2 separate regions of the Rattus norvegicus genome follow, and region 2 is linked to region 1. Evidence: chromatin contacts called from public Hi-C data. All regions are on one chromosome and are shown on one strand. Each heading gives the region's core, a stretch centred on a gene start, on an enhancer-like site or on the middle of the called end of the contact. The rest is flanking DNA. Distances are from core to core; before and after follow the strand shown. Region 1 has its middle 5.7 kb from the start of Arl11. Region 2 holds the start of Ebpl (EBP like).

Evidence for each region. Hi-C and Micro-C count contacts between places; a contact is called where the count stands out from the background.
Region 2: a contact with region 1 is called in a Hi-C map of Schwann cells, with 4 times the contacts expected there. The contact joins the promoter of Ebpl here to the enhancer-like site in region 1. A contact is called at or near these places in 2 of 12 Hi-C or Micro-C datasets (Schwann cells and hepatocytes).

Annotation. Positions count from the first base shown.
Region 1 is chr15:39,650,938-39,656,635 of GRCr8, reverse strand. No RefSeq gene overlaps it. Among named protein-coding and RNA genes, the nearest start is that of Arl11, 5.7 kb to the left of the region's middle. Within about 2 kb of position 1,920, at least 1 of the 93 cell types and tissues checked has an H3K27ac peak or open chromatin away from gene starts, as enhancers often do. A contact at or near this core is called in Schwann cells, where this site is marked.
Region 2 is chr15:39,705,442-39,711,139 of GRCr8, reverse strand. It overlaps Ebpl (EBP like), which reads left to right and starts at 3,603. Exons shown (of 4, transcript NM_001108381.1): 1 at 3,603-3,790. The coding sequence starts at 3,620.

The sequences.
Region 1 (5,698 bases), core at 671-3,170:
TGGGAATTGAATCCAAGTCGTCAGACTCAGGGGCAGGCACCTTCGCATGTCACACTGTCTCGTGGGTCCTCTCGCATGCCGGTAAACATGCATTTGTGCCTTCTGCAGGCTTCCTAGATGGCCAGCCTCAATAGGACATGGCTGCTCTGTTGCCCCTGCTTTCTAGTGCTGACCACAAACATAGCTTTCCCAGAAGCCACACATCTGCAGCAAACGCTCTGGAAGAAATACTTCTCAATCCGTAGTACCTGGAGGCAGTGCTGCCCTCCCCCAGGGCCAGGTCTCCACTGCTCCTTACCTTGCTGGCCTTGTTCTGGTCTGAGTTGCTGCTCTGAGTACTTACTGACTGGAGGAGAGAGATGGCCTACACCTTTGAAGCTCTGGGCACATTCAGCTCTGCTTTTGGCTGCCTGGACCATTTTGATATCCATCTGATGAGCTTAGTGGGGAAGAGCCATGACTTTTATAGCAGTCATGGCTATCACTGTGGTCTTTCCTTTCTTTGCCTTCTTGCCTGAGCAGCGTTATGAATCCACAACATCCTCCATGTCTGCGTTCAGCTGGGTGCATACTTAACATCCTGTTTGCCAATTACAGCTCAGGCTAATTATAGCTATGTTCCCCATGGTTGTAATCAGAGTATATATACACTCTTGGGTTCTGATTTCTTTCATTTAAGATTGTATTGAAAATTATGTGATTTTACTCCAGTCTCCAGCAAAAATAGTGTAATGTCTTCACATTATACTGTCGAGGAGTATGTGGACCATTGTCCTCTGAGCTCAGTAATGATTACACTCTTAAACTGAGCAGCTGTATTGCCTACAAGCCTCCCTCAGAACGGGATCTGTTGACATTCCTTCATAGGGGGTAGGGAGACCCATGAGGCCTTCACTTGTGATTCTAACCACTGCGTCCTATGCCTCCTTATTTCTACTCCAGCTGTTCATGGCCAGGGCAATGCTTGAGTATACTGTGGTGGTCTGAATATGCTTGGCCCATGGGAAGTGCCACCATTAGGAGGTGTGGCCTTGTTGGAATGGGCGTGGCCTTGTTGGAGGACGTTCATCATTGTAGTGGAGGGCTCTGAGGGCTCCTAGTGCTCAGGCTGTGCCTGGCATGGAAGAGAGAGCCTCCTTCTCCTGACTTTCTTCAAATCAGGATGTAGAACTCTTGGCTCCTCTAACACCAAGGCTGGCTGCATGATGCCATGCTTCCCATCACGATGATAATGGACTGAACCTCTGAAACTGTAGGCCAGCCTCAATTAAATGTTTACCTTTATAAGAATTGTTTTGGTCATGGTGTCTCTTCACAGCCATAAAACTCAAACTATGACATATACCAAGTATAGACCATTGACTAAAAAATGGAGTCCATCAATGCCTCTGTAGGGAAGTCTCCCTTCATGCTGAGGTGAGACTTGTGGTGACACTGCTCTTTGGGGACCACTCCTGTCAGTGACTCCTTATGCATGCATCTATAAGTGAGATAAATAAACTCTACTGCACCAAGCCATACTTGAATGGATTGTGATTTGGCCTGTGTTGATAATCCGAGGCGAAGAGACATCAGTTCATCCCTACAGGAAAGCTCCATCCAGCAATGTCATTTATTGTTGAAGTCTACAATAGCCAACAACCCCTCCCCCCGAAAACAAATAATCTGAATTAAAGAATTACTTCACCAGACAGATTGCAGGGCTGCAATTCTGGGACAGAGAGAATGAACTCTACCTGTCACTTAGAACCTCGACCTATCGTTGTTGCTGTATCCCTTCTGCTTTGATTTTAGATGTTGCTTATACTGCCTTTTCCCTCTTTTGTTATAGGCTAGACCTTTCAGTGACCAGTTCTGTGACACTACAATTGAGTTGTTGTTTTTTGAGCAGTGACAGGAGGCAGTGAAGAGAATGCTGACCATCATGGCTATGCCTCTATCAGCTGCTAATCATCGACTCCTTTGTGTTCCCTAACCCTTTCTCCTTTGTGTTCTGTTAGCCCTTTCTTCTTTATCTCATCATCAGAACAGGCACATGAAGTCTGAGGCCACAGTGCACCCTGCTGCATACGTGGAGCTGCATTCCAGATTGGCTCAGGTTCGTGAAGGAATTCATCTTTCGACGTTTCTGTTCATCATTAGATGGGTGGTTTGTCCTTATACAGAGTGAATTATCTGCCCCTGAGTGAAGTTAAGAGCAGGAAGAAAGAATGGTGGCTGTCCTCTCCTGTCACTGTGTGTGTGCCCACACATTCTGTCACTGTTATCTCAGTGGCCAGAGCAAGAAATGTCTTCTCTTATCTTGGCTATGTTCATGTTCTCTAAGAGCACTGTTCCTATCTCTTGGTGTCTGAATAAAACAGTGCTACTTTTTGCAAGAAGAAAGCAGGAGAGGTGTTAGGTAGAAAACACTATTGCTGCTTGTTAAGGCCTAGGCAACTGTTGCCTGTCTAGCCAGTCATTACTAATGACTGCTACTAATGTTACAAGGAAACTTTTCTTGTGTGCTGTCACTAGGAAACTTTCTCATGCCTGAGTTGAATGCATATTCTGTTATGTTGTGTGCTTTGTTGTTCTTGGAAAACAATCACAATAAAGTCAGTCAGGACTGCTTTGTCTAGTTACCCACAATAAGCTTGGACCTGAACCAACCACCCAGCAGCACTTCCTGCACCTATGTGCGAGCTTTTATGGTTTCTTGCCTTTATAAGCTGGCCCCTGGGATGGACCCCCAAAACACCATGGGAACTGACATCCTGCTTAACAGAAAGACATGTACATCCCGGTTGGCAAGTTAAGACATGAGTGTTAGGCAAGACAAGTCTCCAGCCACAGTTCAATACCCCAACCAGTGAGAGCAGGATAAAGGAACAACAAAGACACGTTTCTAAGGAAATCCCTTATCCTGATTGGTGCAATAACTTGGCACAGATGTTTGTGAATTTCAGGCTTAAAAGGCTCTATAGGATTCTAGTTGGACTTTACAATTCAGCTCCCGAGTCTGGACTGCATCGCTGATCAATGTCCTGGAGAGTGCATTCAATAAAGCAGCCCTGTTTGACTGAGATCAGTGTCTGAGTGGTTTGTGTGGTGACTCCTAGACCCCAAGACTGCATCCTTCCCTCTACCATGTTCCGTGTTAGCTTTCTCTGTCTCTGTCTCTCTGTCTCTGTCTCTGTCTCTGTCTCTCTCTGTCTCTGTCTCTGTCTCTCTCTCTCTCTCTCTGTGTGTGTGTGTGTGTGTGTGTGTGTGTGTCTCTCTTCCCTCTCTCTTCTTTTTTCTTTTGTTTGTTCGTTGCTGTTGTTTCCCAATCATGGCTGTCCTGGAACTCACTCTGTAGACTAGGTTGGCCCCAAACTCACAGATCTGAGTGCCGAGATTAAGGGTGTGTAGTAGTACCACCACCAGTCCCATGTTAGCTTTTCTTTACACAAGGTAATGTTTTTCCAAAACCACTGTCCCCATGGCCTATGTTAACAGTGTGTATAGCCGTAAGTATGCATATATACACATGTGTGTGCACATGTGTATTTGAAGCTGTGTCTTAGGTGCTTGTTCCTGGTGTGGCATCATGATCCAATTAAAAAGAAATCAAAAGGAAGGTGTTCCTTCCTCTACAGAGACCTACATAAGATCTCACTGTGTAGCCCTGGCTGGCTTGAAGTGTACTATGTAGACCAGGCTAATCTCGAACTCACATAGACTACCTGCTTCTGCCTCCTGAGTGCTGGGTTCTAAGTGTGTGCCACTCACAGAACTTGTGGGAGTGGCCAACCAATGCTTGGTTTAACTTGAAGCCCACACCATGAGATGGAATTCATGCTCTACACTGCCTCTTGCATAGGAACTGGGCACTGGCTAACACAGAGACCTAGGGTAGAACCAAACGCAAATGGCAAAAATAAAGTAAAATAAAACCAATGAAATGACTCCTAATGATACTCTGCTGTACTCATAGACCAGTGCCATCTCCAGTTGTCATCAGAGAGGCTTCTGGCCGCAGGTTGCAGAGACCCACACCAGGAGAGAGAATCTAAACTTAAGATCTCCACTGGGTCCCTCCTCTAGGAGACTGGGGAATCCTGCAGAGGAGAGGGAGGAAAGATTGGAGGAGTCAGAGGGACAGAGGAGGCCAGGAGAACATGGCCTACTGAATTAATTAAGCAGGGTTTATATGGGCTCACAGAGACTGAAGCAGCAAGCCTGGGGCCTGCATATGTCTGCGCCCTGTCCTCTGTGATATGTAATGGCTGGTGGCTTCGTGTTTTGCCGGGGACTCCTAGGAGCGGGAGGTGCATGCATCCCTGTGCTGCTGAATGTTCTGCACTCCGCCCTCTGTAATCACTGCACACATTGACAAGGCTCTGTCTGTTTTGGAACCTGGCTGAGATGGACTGGCAGGCTCCCTACTGAGAGAGGGACTGCAGCTACTTTGAAGGTGATCCAAGGAATAAGAACCAGCACTTTGTCCTCACTCCATGTTTTCCGACTCACTTTACTTTATTAGTCTATGATCCCATGGATCCTCTGGTGATATAAAATAAGGAAGCAATTTTTTTCTTTTTGGTTTTGGCATCTGGTGATTGAACCTGGAGCCTTCTGAAAGCTAGCCAAGTGTTCTAGATATGCAGTGAACTGACCCAAATACTCCCTCTCGGAGGGCAAGCTACCAACGGATGAATGGATAGTGAAAGTTAGCACATTTACACAACAAAATGTCATTCAACTTCTAAAAAATAAAATTATGAAATTTACAGGAAAATGACAGACTCATCTTAAGTGAGGGAACCCAGACCAGAAAGACAAACATGTTTTTTCTACGTGGATGTTAGCTTCTAAGCTTTATATATGTGTGTTTCAATAGAAATAACCACAGAGGCTAGGTATATAGTAAGGAACCATGGAGGATGATCTTCCAAGGAAGGGGGAAGAGAATATAACGTTATAAAGAAATAAAGGCGGGGGCTGGAGAGATGGCTCAGCGGTTAAGAGCACTGGCTGCTCTTCCAGAGGTCCTGAGTTCAAATCCCAGCAACCACATGGTGGCTCACAACCATCTGTAATGAGATCTGATGCCCTCTTCTGGTGTGTCTGAAGACAGCTACAGTGTACTTATATGTAATAAATAAATCTTTAAAAAAAAAGAAATAAAGGGGAAATTGGAATAGAAGTATTAAGTTGGGAGGTATATGGGGGGACAACCACCATTAAAAGCTTTTTGAAAAGCCATATGGAAACCTACCACTATAAAACTTTCTAAAATATATACTCATATGAGAGGAATTAAAATGGAGTTACCAAATGATGAAGGAGACAATGCCCCAATTAGACACTTTATGCTACCAATTAAAGCCCCGGTAGCAGAAATGAGTTACATCGTGTTGAGTCATTAGCCAAAGGGATCTCACACACAGACCAACTTCATAGGCTATTGGTAATGCTATTTGTTGTTCTCCAAAAACTGTCAGTCAGGCTCTATTGCTGGAGACGCTGTTTATATCATTGAACTTGGAGAACCTTAGCTGGTGCCTAACCAGAAGCTTCACCCCGACTGACTAGTACTGCTCATGATGCTGCAAGGTGCCTTGTACCGTACTCGGGGAGAGAGGCAATCATCAAAATCACCTGGCTATGAACCCTGAGATCTACAGTGGTGGCTGGCCTGCAGGAAATACTGGTGCAGTTTTCCCCAATGGAG
Region 2 (5,698 bases), core at 2,354-4,853, 53 kb before region 1:
CATTTCTTGATGTTGGGTAACTGTTGTACAGGTGTTTTCCTGTGGACAGTGAGATGGTTGGCTCCATCTGTGAATTCTAGAAACCAGGTTGTAATAGCAGCTCATCCTCTTCCCACCCAGACAGCTGAACATTTTCCCATAGACATTGCTAAATGCCTTATGACGGCCCAAACTTCCATCCTTGTACCACTGACCCAGATCCACTCCTGTAGTAAAGGCTTAGCTGAGGCGGTACACAGCTGTGTGCCGGGTGTACAGTAGGCTTTTCTCAGTGCTGTTCAGCAGTCGAGCTGAGTTAGTATTGGTTCCAAAAGTCAGTGTAGTTTGAAAACTTTTCATATTCATTACTTCCTAAGGCACACAAGAAATTGTTTTCCTCAGAGAGCTAAGAAGTTTTTTAAAGCAAGGCAGAAGTAGAGAGCTTGAGTAGCATGCTCCAGGTCATGAGTGCAAATCTTAGAAGCATTAAATAAATGAAACAGTATGATTACTAATGGTATCACAAAGTCCCTGCAGGGAGTTTGTTCTGCAGTTCCCTGCCTTTCCACAAAAGTTATCATCTCCTACTCTCTAGTGATGGCGTCTAAAGACACAGGGCCCTGTACATAAAGCTAAAGTAAATTTGGAGTGTCTCTATAAGATAGCAATTTTAGCAGGTTTATGTAAGTGTGAACCTGAGTATGTTACACAGCATACATTTACATCCATGTAGTAGCTTAAAGGTAAAAATGGTTTTTTGGGGGGCAGCCGTTTTGTGGACAGGATTGAGAAGTGATGAGTGACCCTAAGGGAGCTTACTCTGCTTTGTTGGCTGCTGGTCCCTCCTGTCCCTGAGAAACATCCACGTCTCTTAAGTGTTCATCACTACAAGCTTTGTGATTGGAGCTCGTTTTGATTTCCGGAGAGCAGACACTGAACTCACTGTTCTTCTAAGATGCACCCTCCCTGCCCAGCCAGAGCAGCTATGCATGTTGCCTTCCTAGTTCCTGTACACTTAAACAGGCCGCAGACCCCAGGAATGAGTAGTAGGACTAGTTTCTGGTTACAGTGAAATGGCAGCTTTCCATCTTCTCGACACAATTCTAGTGTGTGAAGAGTTATATAGTTTTTTTTTTTTAAGATTATTTAATGTATAGGAGTACACTGTAGCTGTCTTCAGACACACCAGATCTCATTACAGATGGTTGTGAGCCACCATGTGGTTGCTGGGAATTGAACTCAGGACCTCTGGCAGAGCAGTCAGAGCTCTTAACCGCTGAGCCATTTCTCCAGCCCTGAGAGTTATATAGTTAATAGCCTTGTCTTAGACTTGGAATTATAGCCTAAACTTTGCCCTCGCATATAGGCATCTGCCCTGTCTAAAAATTTAAGTTTTATACTATCTCAGTTCAATTTCCTCATAATATTCTTGTAATATTGGTTTTTTTTTTGTTGTTGTTGTTGAGTTTGTTTTTGTTTTTGTTTTTTTATGAGTAGTTAAGACTAAGCCTTTGGAAACACTAAAATATTTTTTGAGCATCCTATCCCATGCCAGGGCATAGGATAAGCTCATCTCAGGGATGGTCTGGTGAGGATGGGGATGCTGCTAGCCAGTGTTTCCTAGACCAGCTGCACTTGATACAGTGTGGTCCACTTGACCTGGTGAAGAAGTTTGTATTAGATTGCATTATTTGCAAAATACGAAGCTGATTGTGCTGCAAAAACAGGTTAATTGGGCAGGTTGGCTGAAAAACCTGGAGGTGGGAAAAGTCTGTACACAAGGCATTGTTGGAAGCACAGAAGGATGTGGTCAAAGACCAGTGGAGAGAAGGATTAATCGGGTGTATATGGGTTAGATATCTGCCACTCACAGAGGCCAGAAGAGGACACTGGGACCCCTGGCTATTGGAGTTATGGACAGCTGTAAACTGCCATTTGAATGCTGGCAGCCAAACGGGGTCTTATGCAAAAGCAGTTAAGTGCTCTTCACTGCCAAACCATCCATTTGATGCTTCCGCCCCTAATATCAATCTTCTATTATCCTTCTTGTATGTTGATTTCCCATTTTCTTCACAAAATGCTGAAGTCCTCTGAATGACTAGCAGGCAGTGAGATCTCTAGCTATCAGCCTCTCCCTGACTATTAGTTACAAGAGTTCATTGCTCTTCTTGCCGCTGTGATAAAAAATACACTGACAGAAGCAATCTAAGAGGTGGTTTGCTTTGGCTCCCGGGTTTGTGGTTAGTCCATCATGGCAGGAGAAATCGTGGTGGCAGGGGCTGGAGGTAGCTACTGATCCATGCAGTCAGGAGGCAGAGTGAGGCATGCTGGTGCTTACCTTGCTTCTCCTAGCCAGTCAGCCCTGGGCCCACCCTAAAGAACAGGTCCACAGGTAAGGCATGCCTTCCTATCTTAATTAACCTAGAGAACCCTTCATAGGCATCCGCGGGTAGTCTCCCAGTTCATCTTAAATCCTGTCAAATTCACAACTAAACGTCGAGAAAATTTGATAAGAGAAAATGTAGTTAAGCACACTGACCACATTAAGGAATAATTGGTTTTCTGTTACAGGACTGGCAGGACTGGCTCTGCTCTCTTAGCAGTTCTTGGATTGGACAACTGGTATTTGCCAGATCCTATAATAGGTGCCAAGGATCCCACACCAGACACAGTCACAGCCTCTGCCCTTGTGAAGTTTATATTCTAGTGTAAGTGAGTAGTAATATAGAGTAAAGAGAGAATGTCTGCCAATGTTATCTGCCACGAGTATTATAGTAGAGGAAGTGGCTGGGCGGAGGTTTTTGAACATATGCCAACAATCTTTTCAGCCTTGCTAAGATACACATAACAAAGTTCACCCTCCTAGCCAGACATTTTTAAAGCGCAGAAGTGCTCAGTTTGCTCACACTGCCAGAGCCAACCTGCAGAAATGTCCTCTGTTGCAAAGTTGGAATTAACTCCGTTAAACAACTGCCTTCCCCTTTCCCAGAATCTACCCCATCCCCGAAACCTAGGAATCTAGTGGTTGCTAGGCAAGTGCTATGCCGCTGAAGCATGTTCCCAGAGGAGGCAAACAGCATTTGACTTTTGAGGGTTAAGTATCAGAAATAGAGTCGGTCATCTGCATGGAATTTAAAAGCTTGGAAGAGTGGGGGCAGGGTTCCTGCCTGGAGTTGCTACCCTTAGGAGGTCGAGACAGATAGTAACATTGAACTTGATCAGCCTGGGCTGTATACTAATTAACATTTTAGCTTGCACTACAAAGACTACTCAAACACGAGACAATGGTTGAGAGGCCGTTAATGACTTTGCTTGGGCCTCCTTGGCAAGACTTGGTAAGCCTCTTTCGAATTTTTTGTTTCAAGATTTACCATCTCCGGACAAAAATCCTCACCGTTTGGACGTCACTTTGTGGCTCAACCTTTTGAACCTCGTTTGACGTCAGACTTACTGTATCTTTTGGAGGCAGCTAAATATGTAAAGCATGAACCTGGTCCAGGAACCATTAGGACCGAAATGTGCTGCTCAGGCAGGGCAATGGGCCGGAAGGCCGGGCCCCTCGGAGGCCCGCCCACGAGAAGCTCCGCCCACGAGCGGATAGCACGCTAGCTCCCGGCTCGATCCGGTGTGCTGTGGAACCATGGGCGAGCGTTGGGCGCTGGGCCCGGCGGCAGGGTCCTCGTTGCTGTTGTGCTCAGCGCTACTGGCGGCGGGGTGCACGCTAGGCCTGCGTCTGGGCCGCGGGCGGAGCGCGGTGGAGCGTTGGGTGCTCGCCTGGCTCTGCTACGACTCACTGGTGCACTTCGTGCTGGTAAGTGTCGCAGCGTCGCCGCCTGCCTCGGGCTCCGCCCGAGTGAAGAGGAGTGGGAGCCCCGCGGCCCTGATGTCTCTGGCGCCCAGTAGGCGCAGCCTTAGGCCTTGATGGAGACCCCAGTTCATATGGAGCGCCCTACTCCCCAGGGACTGCCTGGTCTATCAAATGAATTGAGAATCAAACTGAGAATTGCTAGGATTTCTCCTCCTCCTCCCTCTAAACTTGATTTAACCGTTTAGTTCAAACATATCTAGAAATCCATTTCTTGTAGGTTTCCTAATTTTATAGAATATAGGTTTTTAAAATATGTCCATACAATTTTCTGAAATTTTTTGATGTCTGTAACTTCTTTTTCATCCCTAGTTTTATTAATTTGGTTCTTCTGTCTTTTCATTAGTTTGGCAAAGGGTTTGTCAATCTTATTAATCTTTTGTAATAATCTGTCCTATTGATTCTCTTTTGTTATTCTTATTTTATTACTTCCTCCCTTGCTTTAGTATGTCTTGCAGTCTACTGCTTTGAACTTTGGGCTATTCCTGCTTTTCCAAACTCTCGAGGTGCATCATTAAGTTATTTGTTCAGGCTTCCTGACTTTCTTTTTTTAATGTAAGCACTATAATGTGAAGCTATAACCTTCCCTCTTAGGAGTTTTCATTTAATTCTGAGATCTTTTAAAAACTTCCCCTGATTTATTCAACCGCCTGTTCATTATTCAATAATCTGTCGTTCACTCTTCCTTAGTGTATGCATTTCCAGTTTATGTCCTCAAGATACAGGCAAAATGCAACCAGAGTCTTTACCAGGCTACAGCCTGAATGGGCTCTAGCCCAGTTTGCAGTAGAGGTCTTCCTCCCCTCTGGAATCTCATGACCCAGGTTTCTACTGTCTTCATTTCTCTCAGTAACTTTATCTTCCAAACTTTTACCAGACTGTTCTAATTAAACTTTTCTTAGAACATCGTTGAGCTTCTGTAGAGCTTTTCTAGCCCTAAGTTTCAAACCGTTCACATTCTTATAACTCAGTTCCAAAGGCCCAAGAACCTTGTGGTCAGGTTGACCAAGTTTCTGTTTAGTTACTGGTATTATTGCTGCAGTAAGATCCCGAGGAGAGAAAGTTAAGGAAGGGTTCGTTCCGACTGGCTGTTAGGGACTCTATTCCACTGTGGCGGGGAAGGCATGGCAAGAACAGGAGGCAGCCTTTGCGCAGGAGGCTACAGTCAGGAAGTAGAGAGCAGTAGATACGTTCTCTGTATTTAGCCCAGGCCCCAGGGAGGGAGCCACTCAGATGTAGAGAGGGTCTTTTCACTTCAGTTAACCTAGTATAGACAATCCCTGACAGGGAAGTGTTTCCATGGTGACCATAGATCCCATCAAATTGACAGCTGATGGTGGAGATTGAACATAACCTGGCCATCAGGTTCACCTGAAAGAAAATGAATAACTCCTTTTTCACTCACTTGCTGGCAGGAGTTGGGGCGGCATGCAGCTGCTATAGCATTGCATATGGGGAGCAGTGGACAGAGTCAGAGTCACTTCTGGCCTTCCCACTGCTGGGTTGTGGGGATCGAACTCAGGCAGAAGGGCCTTTATCCCCAAGCCATCTCGATGGTCCCTCAGCCCACTTTATATCAGTGCAGGGGCACACAGGCAGTTCTGATGTCTGACTCCTCCCGGTTTCTAAAAATATAATCGTAAATACTTTTTTTGACAAGATCTGACCTACTCGACATCTGAACAGTCCACTATCTTAATAAACACACAGTTTAGCCATCATTTACTTCTGAGGATTGCCAGTTAAATGAAAGCCAATGCCAAGCGCTTACACAAAGATGAGATTCCTTATTTCCTAATAGTTAATGCGAAAGTTATTTCCCTCAAAGCCTTTGCTTAAAGAATTAATTTTTAA